Linked DNA regions of Mus musculus: region 1 is linked to region 2. A link is a contact called in public Hi-C data. All regions are on one chromosome and are shown on one strand. Each heading gives the region's core, a stretch centred on a gene start, on an enhancer-like site or on the middle of the called end of the contact. The rest is flanking DNA. Distances are from core to core; before and after follow the strand shown.

Region 1 (5,719 bases), core at 685-3,184, 140 kb before region 2:
CCAACCTAATAATTTAACAGCCTTGGGGCTGGAGATAGAAGGTTCCGATCTAACCTGAAGACTTTGGGGCCAGAAGTAAAAAAGGCAGATCAGTATTATGTATCAGGCAGTCAAGAGAGTGACTTCAATTGTTCCCCTCTTTATTCTGTTAATATACTCAGGAGATTGGGTGACAGCAGGGGGAAGACAACCTGCCTTACTCAGTCCACAGTTCAGATGCTAAAGTCTTTCAGAAAAAAATTCTCAGATACAATTCAGGAAAAATGTCCAACCAGCTACCTGGGCACCTTGTAACACAGTAGTCAGGCTGACATATAAAGTGACATTCATACTTGGTCATGTTTTATTGTATCCTTGCCTTTTATGTGTCAGGCTGTGGATAATGGAATACATTCATGCCAAAGCAGGCAGCATGCCAGAGATGGTGTTTAATGGGGGAAATTCTTCCAATTTCATCCATTGGTTTTTGGCAACAAAGAATAAATCCAAGATGAATTATGAGCCAAGAGTAGTAGCTCACTTTGCTAGATAAGTGCTGAAGCATAGGTAGGAATTTCAGCTTCCAAGGGCCTTATTGTTTAAAATGCATTTTCATGTCTGTGTGGTGTACATGTGTATATGCATGTTTTTATATGTGTAGGGGGGACAGATTTGTGTAGGTGCTCATGTATGTGTGCTTGCATGCATGTAGAGGCCCAAGATGGATGTCAGGAATTATCCTCAATCATACTTCCACTTCATTCCTTGAGACAACATTTTCCAGTCAAACCCAGAGATCCCCTTGGCTGGGGAGGGGTTTTTTCCCCTTTTCCTTCTGAACCTAGAATTATAGTTGGGCAGCTATACTCACATGACATTTATGTGAGTCCTGGGGTTTAGAATTTTAGTCTTCATGCTTTCGAGGCAAGCACTTTAGCCATGAAGCCATCTCCTAAAATGCATGTGATAGGGCAACAGAGAAAAGATAACCATCTAAGCCAAGGAAACTGCCCCTTTTCAGTTCATCTCATTAACAACAACAACAACAACAATAACAACAACACAACAAACCCTGTTAGACCTAGCTGTTGACTTGAGCAGAAAATGGCCCCATAAAGAATTGAGAAGGTACTAATGAGAACTGAGTAGGGACCTATTGGCCATCATGCAGTAAGGGTGGTATCCTCAACAAATGGCGTGGGAATGCAAAATATCTAATGAAAGCAAGACTAATTTAATTACCATGTTTCTGGAAGCAGCTTGGTTCGGTTACAGGGATGGACCCAGATACTTGAGAGACCGACAACATCTAGATTGAGGAACATACAGAGCCCAGTAGGAGGCGTTCTGCTTATGTGCATGAAGAATATGGGCTGAGGAAACAAGAGGTCACTTGTACTGTGTTGATTTAGGGGCCCACAAAAACAATGCTTCCAGAACTGAGCAAGAATATGGTGTTTGGACCTTTTGGTCTTAGAGCAGGAGCAATGACTGGTAGCTAGCTAGCTACAATGCCATGTGGGGCTTTGGATGGTGCAAAACCAGGCCAGTCTGTGGGTTTGACACATTGAGGCATAACATAACAATCTATTAGAGCTACAATATTATACATATAGCTCAACAAGGTTGAGGCCTGCTTTACGGGTCTCCAGTCTCCTTTAGGCCACTTTTCCCTTAGTATCTCTGTGGCTGGGTCATGATAATGGCAAGAGGCAGATACATTCCCCTCAGCTGCTTCTCAGCCATCACAAGTGGTGCTAAGAAAAGATCTGGTTCCCTTTGTTCTTGTCAATATTTCTAAATGAATCTGCATGTTGCTTAGGAACGAACCCTGCAATTTGGAAATCAGATCAGACATGTTTTATTTTAAAGATCGCGTGTCAAAGAACTGCAAGTGTATCATTATTCATTATCAGGATTCGTGACTGACAGCAGCTTCCAAACAACAGATTCTTTTATCTTATAAAGCAAATTCTTTCTCTAAACTATTGATGGAGTATGCTTCCAGTGCCTGACTGTTGAGGACTGTGTGGCCTTGTTTCCAGGACTGTTTTCAACAGCACATCGGGTGGAATTTGTGATGCTGGTCACTGTAGGTAGGAAGCCAGGGGTGAGCACCTTCAGTCCCAATGAAGCAGGACTGCAGGGAGGGACTGAAGCACAGCAGCAGGCCAGCTAGTCAGGACAGACCTGGCATGCTGCACTCTGCGGCCTGTACCTTTTTCTATGCAGCTTCTCCATCTCTTTCTGCTGTCCAGAAGGAAGGAAGGAAAGAAGGAAGGAAAGAAGGAAGGAAGGGAGGGAGGGAGGGAGGGAGGGAGGGAGGGAGGGAGGAAGGAAGGAAGGAAGGAAGGAAGGAAGGAAGGAAGGAAGGAAGGAAGGAAGGAAGCAGGAGTGAGTTCAGAAGATGGTGCTTGGTAGTCAACACTGTCCCCTGTGGCTTTTTCCAAGCCACTTTATTTCATTAAAGCTCAATTCTCTTATTTATGGGAAAAACCAAAGCATAAAAGTATACAATGAATCCCAGGCCTCATTTTCCCTTTTGGTTGGACTCTGCAAAAACCAAATAATCAGAGTCATACAATTATTTGATAATTGTGTCTACTCTAGTTCTGATGAGTAAGGCCTAAGTTTGAATGAGAGCAAAGAGTTATGAAACTCAAACTGCCAGCGATTAGATGAAGAGGCTGCGAGGTTCAGTTCCACACATAAAATCCCTCCTGAGACTGCTTTGAAGGGTCATCTTCAGCATCCCAGGAGTAAGCCAGAATTCCAGTCTCACTGTGCTCTTGGTAGAATCCAATCACTGGATCTGTGTTCATGTATGTGTACATGGCAGACAGAGGTCAGCTTTGTGTATTGTTCCTCAGAAGCCATCCACCTTTTAACTTTAAAAATAAAGAGTGTGTGTGTGTGTATGTGTTATTTTCTTCCATCAGTTCATTCATCAGTTGTGAGCTGATGACATGGGTCCTGTGCAAGAGCACTATCTCCTCTTCACAGCCAAGCCATCTTTCTAGCTCTCACTTTGTTTCCAATCCCTTTTTAAAAAGAATTATTATTTATTAAGATGCTATTTCTTAGTGGAACCTGGAGCTTGGTAATTAGGCAAGATTGGTGGTAAGGAAGCACCAGAGATCTGAAAACTCTGGGATTGAAAACTCATGCCAGATTTTATTGGTATAACTATATGCCAGAATCTTATCACTGTAATATTTTAAAAGATTATTTAATCTCTTTTGCTTTTTTCAATACCTTTAATATATGTAGTGCATCTCCACCACATCTTAAGAATAAGAATGTCTGAAGTTATCAGGGAAGAACACATCCATGTGGTGATATTAGCCTAAATATAATGAAAACCAGATTCTCTAGCTCTTGCAACATACAGCAGTTTGTGTGGGCTTCACATATCACCCTCTGGTCCATTTACAACATCTGCTCCTTCCTCTGGGGGATTCGGGATCCTGCTGGCAAGGCTGAGGGCAGAAAGAGCAGGCACAGTTGCTCCATGCAAGATTTGGTTTGTAACAGGAGCACAGGGAAGATTATTTTGGTTTTACTCTCTCACTGTTAGCTTAATTGCTGTTTATTTGGAAGAACAGAGAACACACACACAAAAGGACTAGGAATGAATTTTTTTCAAACACAAGCAGTTGTCAAGACAAGCCCATTAGCTAGGGGTAGGGGTAGGGGACTTTGTACCAGTGTGCTTGCTCTCAAGACTTCTCTAAGACTTCCTGTGGATGGAAACAGTGCCATAGTGTCACAAGCAGAAACACTGTACAAAGTTATTGGACCTTTCCCAAAAGGGAAGGGTGGTGGGTGGTTCAGTTTTGTGTTTGTTATGATTTGGATGGCAAATGTCTCCCATAGGCTTATTTGGTGAACATAAGGTCTCAGCCCATGCCTGTTTTAAGAGGCTGTGGAGACTTGAGATAGGGGTAGTTAGAGGAAGTAGGTAACTTGGGTGTGGGTCCTTAGGGGCATGTTGTCATTGGTGAGTTCCTGGAATACTCTGTATTCTCTCTGCTATGAAAGCACTTCTTCCAACCACATACTCTGGCCATTATGTGTCTGAATGCATACAGCCTACAACTGTGGACTGAATGCTCTGAGACCATAAGCCAAATAAGCCCTTCTTCCTTTTAAGTTTGTCTGTCAGGTACTCTGCTCACAGCAACACAAAACCTTAATACGATGATCTACTTCAGTGCCTTTTCTTGAGAAATAGTTTTGAGTTCAGTGTTCATGGACAGGGAGGGCTGAGATCCTTAGTAGGGGTGAAAAGGACAAGGATGGTCACTCTGACCCAGTTATAAAATGAAAATAACAACTTCCTTCAAGCAAGTGACTCCCACTGCATGTTTTTGATGGTCAAGAAGGGTGGGAACCCTGAAAGAGCCAGAAACCTCACATGGTCCTCACGGTTTCCTCCTTCTTCTCTCCTTCCTTCCATCTTAAAATTATTAAACTTATTTGCTGAGCACCATCTCTAAGGTTTAGTTTTTTTCAAATGGACTCATAAGAATTACACATATTTATGAGTCAACAAAAATACCAACGAGTTCATTTTGGATTAGCCAACTATTCCCATATATGGGGCTTGCCCTAGAATGTCGTGTATATATACCCAGTGATATTCCACTGGAGAAAACTGATTTTCTCTTTGCCAGTTGTTATCAATTGCAGACAGCTTTTTGGTTAGGGGTAGGACTCCATGTCTACTTCTTTCTGTGTGTCCTTGGGGGCATGTTGTCATTGGTGAGTTCCTGGCATCCTCTGCATTCTCTCTGCTATGAAAGCACTTGTTCCAACCACACACTCTGGCCATTATGTGGCCAAATGCATACAGCCTACAACTATGGACTAAATGCTCTGAGACCATGAGCCAAATAAGCCCTTCTTCTTCCTTTTTTTTTTTTTTTTTTTTTTTTTTTTTTTTTTTTTTAAGTTTGTCTGTCAGGTACTTTGCTCACAGCAACACAAAACCCTAATGCAATGGTCTACTTTAGTGTTGATGAAAGTTACCCTATTGGATAATAGAACATTGAGAACTTACATACTAATTAACCAATTGAACCACCAATTCCTTTTTACTAAGTCAGCCAGCTTCGGATTGTGTTGCTTGTGAACAAGATCGTTGGCTCTTCTGTGTAGTCATGCATGGTACATGTGTAGATGGAGGTTTTACCAGAATTGACTGTATAAGTCAAGGATGGTCTTGCTAGGTTGGAGCCTATAGCTGGTCAGAGTGCACTGAAATCTTGTCAGATAAAAGTAGAAGAACCTTATTCATTGTGACTTGCCAGGACACTGGTGTGCTTGTTTAGAAAGCTGGGCTGATACTCCTGAGCGAACAGGCTTGGCTGTCAGGAGATGTTACTGAAGTTGCTTCTCAGCCAGCTTCACCTACCACTCTGTGAGCTTCTGCTCCTGTGAGTTGGGATTTGTGCTGAGCTATTCTGAAAGTTTGTTCAATGGCTGGAAGAGGTATGACATGTTCCATCAGTCAGGGAACAGAACTGCTGAGCCCGAAGTATTTAATTCACAAGCAACCCATGTTTGCTTGAGTCAGCCAGGGTCTAGAAGAGCCTAGATGTCCAACTTCTATCTTGGAATGAGAGTGAATAATTTACTTTTGGCCCAAAGTGAGGCCAGGAAAATGCATTTCCTCATGAGTATGTTTGCTGACCTGTGTTAGCTGTGTTGTAGCCCAGATGACTGTTAGAAATAGGCA
Region 2 (6,469 bases), core at 1,581-4,080:
CAGGGAAAGTATTCAGATTACCCCTGTTATGGGGAGGGAGTGATCCTCTATTGTTGATGCTGCTGTCTCTAAGATCTGCAGTCTCCAGGGGAACTATTTGGGCATTGGAAGCTGGGGAGCTTAGCCACCGCCCTAAGGTGCCTTATCTTTAGCTACACTTCTGGAGCAAGGCCAATGATCTCACTCCACCCGTTGTAACCTTTTCTGACTTTAAGTTCCTGGAATTGTTAGGACAATCCCTTTGGAAAGTCAAAGCCAGCTTTGCACCCTTCAAGCTGCTGTTCACGCACAAAGAAGGAAAAGATTGAGTTGGCTGCAGAACTCTGCTGGAGCCCCACCACACTCGGGGTCCTGAGAAGGAGTTAGACTGTCTTCTGCTGGGTCATCCAACAAGAATGGGGAAGTAAGACAAGACTCTACAAATATATGTTCAATTCCCCCAAAAGGAAACTTTTAAAGAATTATTCAACTCATACAACTTATACCTCTACTTTTCAATATGAAATACAGACATTTAGGACACACAGAGAAACCTAGCCCCTCCCCAGCTCTCACCTATCCTGACAGTACATAAGATTTCACCCATAGTTACCTAATGACCTCATTAGGCTAGCCCTGGAGACACATGACTGCTAAGGCACACTGAAGCATAAGTGGCTACACAAAAGCTCGTGATGCTTTGCTCTTATTAAAAAGTCATTCAGAGGCAGATGGTGGTGGTAGCATGTGCCTTTAATTCCAGCACTCTAGAGGCAGAGGAAGGCAATCTCTGAATTCAAGGCCAGCTTGGTCTACAGAGTGAGTTCAAGGATGGCCAAAGAAAAAACAGAGAAACCCTGTCTTGAAAAACCAACCAACCAACCAGTCAGCCAGCCAACAAACCAGCCAATCAACAAAACAAACAAACAAACAAACCAATAAGCAAGCAAACAGTCATACATAATTCAAAGATGGCAATGGCAGGGTCCTTCTCGGGAGTGGAAGAGTGGCATGTAGAAGCATGCTTGAGTTCTTGTCCTCGACTGAGGACATTCCTGAGGTTTCATCACATAGGACTTCTTCCTTCACTTTGAGTCTGCTCCTGGGATGGGACAATCTCCCAATCATTCGGCAAATATCCATTGCACTGTCTGAGTGGCAGAGCCAAGCTCTGGTATTGGTTACCCACACCTCTCAGCTTCAGGGCCTGTTCTGTCTCCTATTGTGCACTGAGAGTAGTCTTTACTCCCCAAAGCAATAAAGTCTTTCCCCTCAACCATATCCATTCCAGAAGAAAGAAGTTGCATGGGGTTAGTCTTCTCCATTTTAATGGTTTCTGATCTTCTCAGACAATGAAGAACTCACTTATGCAGATAGCAAAGACAATTCTATTATTTTCTGGGTTTGGACTTCAAGTACTGAATTCATACTGTCCTTTAGGTCAGTGCTAAAGTAAGCCAAGAGGTGCCCATAGAGTGAGTCCAGGATCCAAGAGAGGGCACTGCAGTTGTCCACTGAGCAATTCATGCCCTCCTCCCTTGGATCCACACCATGGACCTAACAAGCTCCATGAGGACTCGAAGGAAAGACTGCTGTGACTTGTTTGTAGGTTCCCAACTATTGGACAGAGATTCTTTGACCTCTGTATCAGTCATCTTGGAAGCTACCTTCAAGGTAAGACAAACCCCTGTCCAGGTTGACTGGATAGTCTCACTGCTCTGGGGTATGTGTGAGATGATAAGAAACAGGAAATAGCCAGGGCATGATCCACATACCAGAAAACAGACTTGTGATGTCAGAAAGACAATCAGTGGAGGTTTAACTGATAAAGAAAAAGGACTGCACTAAAGTCACCACGGAGATTCAGAGGAATGTGAGTGGCGTATGCAGTTTTGTGACTCTGGAAAGGCCTCACCATATTTCACGTGTGGAAGAAATTTCTGGAACTGTTGCAGCCTATAGATTGCTACCCAGTTACATTCATGAAGTTTGAGGCCAATGTGAGCTCTCACATGCCATTAAATCTTTATGAATATGACAACTGGAAGCTGTTAAAGACTCAACTAATGCTCATGAGACTAAGTCTTTCTGTTATAAAATAAATAAGAAGTATCTTTAAAAATACGACACCATAAGGGCTGTTCTCTTGTAGAGTCAATGATGTTCTAGAATGACAGGATGCTGGCTTTTCTGGGCCTTTGTCTGGATGTGCCACCTGTCTGGAATAAGATCGGGGAAAGGGAACAAGCCAAACATTTTCATAGAACTTTGGGTACATAAAGCAAGCAGTGCAGATCATATTGGATACAGAGCATGGACTTTACCGGTGGGATCAGTAGCAGAACACTGGAGCCAACTGTTACCCAGATTCCATCTATTGCAACATAAGAACTTACAGGATACTAATTCATGTGACTTTCACAGACAGAAAACATTGATAAGTTTGGAAAATGTCACTTCAAAGTAAAACAGTTTTTTTTTTATTTACAAATCATGGTGCCTTTCATGTACTAACACAGATATGATTTAGTGACAAGGAAATAACACTCAACTCATTTGACAAGACACTTCTATTTTCTTTATTTTTATTTTTATTTTTAAATGCAATATATATAAACACACACTGGAGTCAAAGACAGCAGCTTGGTAAATGCCTGCCAAAATATTTGCAGATAAGGGAATACTGTACATTTATTTCTGTATAGAGTGTTCTCTTTTATGTGGGAGGTGGTAAGAGAATTGTTTTCTGACTGCTTCAAAGCTTTTGTATGGGTGAAGCCTGGATGTTTTGTGATCCAGGGACAGAACCAACCTTGGAAATAGTGCTCAGCAGTTTTGCTATGTCCATGCTTCTGCATGATGTATTTTTGTCACAGGGAGACAAAAATACCAGACAAGCCAGAGGCACTGGGTAGACGTTGTAAGTCTTGTCTAAGTTTCAACAACAACAACAACCTGCTTTCTTAACTATTTTTTATGGAGGCCAGTACTGACACTTATCCCACATCTGTCTAGGGTGTCTAAACTAGACAAGAAGCCACTGGGCATGGGCATGGCTTGGGCTCTGGAGATCTGACTTATAGAACATATGTGTGTCATAGAGAGGGACTCCAAGAATGTCCTCTGATATAGCAGATAGGAACTCATGCTCAGAGGTGACTCTGAAAAAGAGGAGAATGGGAGGGAGAGAGTAGGCCTCAGCCATTGAGAGTGAGGAATTTTTGGCAATTTCCTCCACATTTATCTCTATCAGTTGAAATCTGTTCCCAAGGACAGTAACTGCTTATGTTTGTTCCTTCCTGGAACCCCATGAAATTCCAGTGTGTGTCCCCTACAGGAGTGTAGACAGCTGATGGGCCCAAAATTGGCAATAGGCTCTTGGTGTGACTTTTAAATCCAGCATTTCTTGGGGCCACACCTATGGATTTTGTCCAACCTGTGCTTTCCTCCTGCTGCAGAACCTTCAATGTCTGCCACTCCCCACTGCCTCCGAACTCCTCCAAGCTGCAGCTCATAGGGCAAAAGCTCTCTGCTCTGCCTGCTCCTGTTCTCAGTTTCCAACCCTGACCGTGTTTATTTATGGAACACAGCTTGAACCTTGTGTCTCCTTCCAAAGCCTACTCACTGCTCAGGTTTCAGAGAGGCACAGACTGTATTCTTCCAGGGAAATCAGAAAATGCTCTATTGGCACCCAAAGTACAAAAGATAGAGTCCTCAGCTTCTCCCTTCCAATCATGGCCAGAAACGGAGTGGTTGGCTCTAGAGCCATTGAACTTTATAAACTTCACCAGTGTGGTCTTGATAGGCAGATAGTACATCCTTCTTGGACTACCCACCCTGTTAAGCCACTGTAGCTAAAACCAAGGCCCTGAATCTTGTTTTCATTTCACTCTGCCTGATGCCTGTTAGGTGAGACATAGTTTTCAGCTCTCCTCCCACCGAACCCGTGCACACATGCACTATTTTCAAATTAGTATATAAAATACTGAAGCTGTATACAGTAGTGAGTCTTGCTCTGACATGTCCATACATGTACGTGATATACTTTTTAAAGGTGTGAAGCACTCCCCTTAACCCTTGCAGAAGTTCCTCATGAAAACAGATAAACTCAACCTCCATAAGACTATCTTAAAGGGGGTTGGCTTTGTTTGCTTTCTATTGCTGTGATAAAACACCATAACCAAAAGCAACATGGCGAGGGAAGGGTTGATTTGGTTCACAGGTTATAGTCCATTGTCAGGCAACACAGAAGCAGGAACTGAAGCAGTGGCCATGGAGCATCCAGACTTACTGGCTTGCTCCCCATGTTTCTCAGCCTGCTTTCTTACAATGCAAGACCACTGGCCCAGGGGTGGCACCATCTCCCACACACTGGCCCTGTCCACATCAATCATTATCCAAAAAGCATCTACAGATTTGATTACCATTAATCTGATGGAGGAACTTTTTTTTTTCATTCATACACTTAAATTCCAGGCTGGTCAAAATTTCATTTTCAGTCATAATTATAGAGGTGTGTTTTCTGTGGCTTCTTGTGGAAGGATCTAGAGAGAGCCTTGCACAGGGTTGCCTTTCTGACCTCCCTGTGTGCTTGTCAAATCAGACAGGATGACAGAGTGACTCTAAATGGCCAGCAACAGCCTATGTGGCTTTTTAGGACAGCAATGGTTTGAGAGCTTGCTCCCGACCTATGTGGCTTTTTAGGACAGCAATGGTTTGAGAGCTTGCTCCCGACCTCTACATCTTACCCCAGTATATTATAATAGTTTCTGTGAGAGATGAAATGGGGTGAGACAGTGTTGAGCAGTTGGTAGCCCTTTTGCAGACAGGAAGGTGTCGAATGATTCTTCTTCAAATGATACAGACCTTTTACTGGAAGGCTGCAGGAGCGTGAGTATGAACCTTGGCCATCTGCAGGACTCTTTCTAGGATTGCCACTGTGTGCCCTTCAAGGTCCTCTCCCCCAGGGAAACATTCCAGATTATACTGGACCTTGGGTACATGGAGAAAAGATGGCCCCCAGTGACCTGAATAAGTTATTTTGGGGGATGTTTGATCCTAAGTCCATATATTTCACCTGTACTACATCAGACAGAGTCCTAGGGACATCACCCTACTTCCAGTGCCAGCAATGAGCACATGGTGGCTTGTCGTATGGATGCCCTTGGGACTCTTGGAGTTCTACTAGGTACACAGGCATGGATGAGCCTCTTTCTGAGTGTCATTGCTTCCCTGCATGCCCTAATGTTGTTTTATGTCTCTGCTGCTGCCATCTGCCGGTACCCCATACGACAATGAATAGTACAACTTCCCCATCTAGTTTCACTCAGAATTGGGTAGGGTAGTCCTGAAGTATGTGATTTCCGTGTCTTTTGTGCCTCCAGCTTCTTCTGACCTCCCTGCCTTCCTGATCCAACTTACTACTCATTCTCTAGGCTTGGTCTCTGCCCTCAAGTCTTGTGGACTACCATCTGGTCAATTCAAATATAGTCCACAGCCCTCATCTGAGCCTGCAGACCTTTATCCAGGCCTCAGGCAAGTCATAGTCCAGCTATCCAGTACTTCCTGCTCTCTCTGCTCCATGGTCCAGCAACCTATGCACTTCCTTCCTAGGTCAGGCTTCCAGTTCCTCGTGTCACTCCTCAGGCCAGGTATCACCTGATCCCACTGGGCCCTTGTTCTTCATTCTTGGTTGGGCTGACGTTTAAGTGCCTTGTCCCATATTCTCTCTGCTGAGTCTGATACTCATATTATCAGGCTCCTCTATCCTAACATCTATCACCAGATTCCTCCCGACACACAAGCACACTGTGCTCATTATCTAAGGCTGGTATGCCCACAGCAGGAGACTTTCACTCTGCATTAAGGTTTAAACTCCCCATATGGCTAGTTTCTTCACCCTCAGCTCACTCTGGTCTCAATTCACAGACAGATTTTCCAGAAACTCATAGTTAGGCTTCTCTGGTTTCCACCTATCTCACCCAGTCTGCTCATTGTTGTGTGCCTTAAGACTCCTTGGCTCCGTGTTTGTTTTGTTTTCATGCAAGAAAAAAACGTCTGTCAGTCCTTAAAAGGACACTCCCTCTCAACAGCCGTGCTTTCCTTGTTTCAGCATACTCAGGAACCTAAACCCCATACTAGGACCTCCTATCTGGGATATGTCAGGCCCAGCCTGAGCCCCTGGTGCTCCCAGCCTCTGCCAGGCCTATGGGGAGCCTTGAACTCAGATGGAGCTACCTCTTGAGAGCATCCTTTATTCCCCGATCACATTGTTTCTATTTAGAGGAGTTCTTATCAACCAGTGAACAACGCAGGTGACACTTGCAATGGCTGAATTGTCATTACTGGGAATGTTCCACATGGAGTGGGGAAATCGAGTTCTAATCAACTCTAATGCTCACGAGGCCCCACCAGAGGACACTGTGGCCCAGATGCCAATAATGCCAAAGTGGAGAGACCTAGGGTGCAAGTGATAGCTCCAGCCACAGGG

The links. A called contact is a pair of places that touch in the nucleus more often than the background predicts.
Region 1: a Hi-C map of cortical neurons shows a contact between it and region 2, with 2.3 times the contacts expected there. The contact joins two enhancer-like sites. A contact is called at or near these places in 3 of 484 Hi-C or Micro-C datasets (3T3-L1-derived adipocytes, cortical neurons and pre-pro-B cells) and 1 of 115 datasets of contacts at active chromatin or transcription factors (microglia).

The regions. Positions count from the first base shown.
Region 1 is chr2:148,640,881-148,646,599 of GRCm38.p6, reverse strand. No RefSeq gene overlaps it. Among named protein-coding and RNA genes, the nearest start is that of Nxt1, 29 kb to the left of the region's middle. Within about 2 kb of position 1,934, at least 22 of the 459 cell types and tissues checked have an H3K27ac peak or open chromatin away from gene starts, as enhancers often do. A contact at or near this core is called in 3T3-L1-derived adipocytes and cortical neurons, where this site is marked.
Region 2 is chr2:148,499,527-148,505,995 of GRCm38.p6, reverse strand. No RefSeq gene overlaps it. Among named protein-coding and RNA genes, the nearest start is that of Cd93, 59 kb to the right of the region's middle. Within about 2 kb of position 2,830, at least 14 of the 459 cell types and tissues checked have an H3K27ac peak or open chromatin away from gene starts, as enhancers often do. A contact at or near this core is called in 3T3-L1-derived adipocytes and cortical neurons, where this site is marked.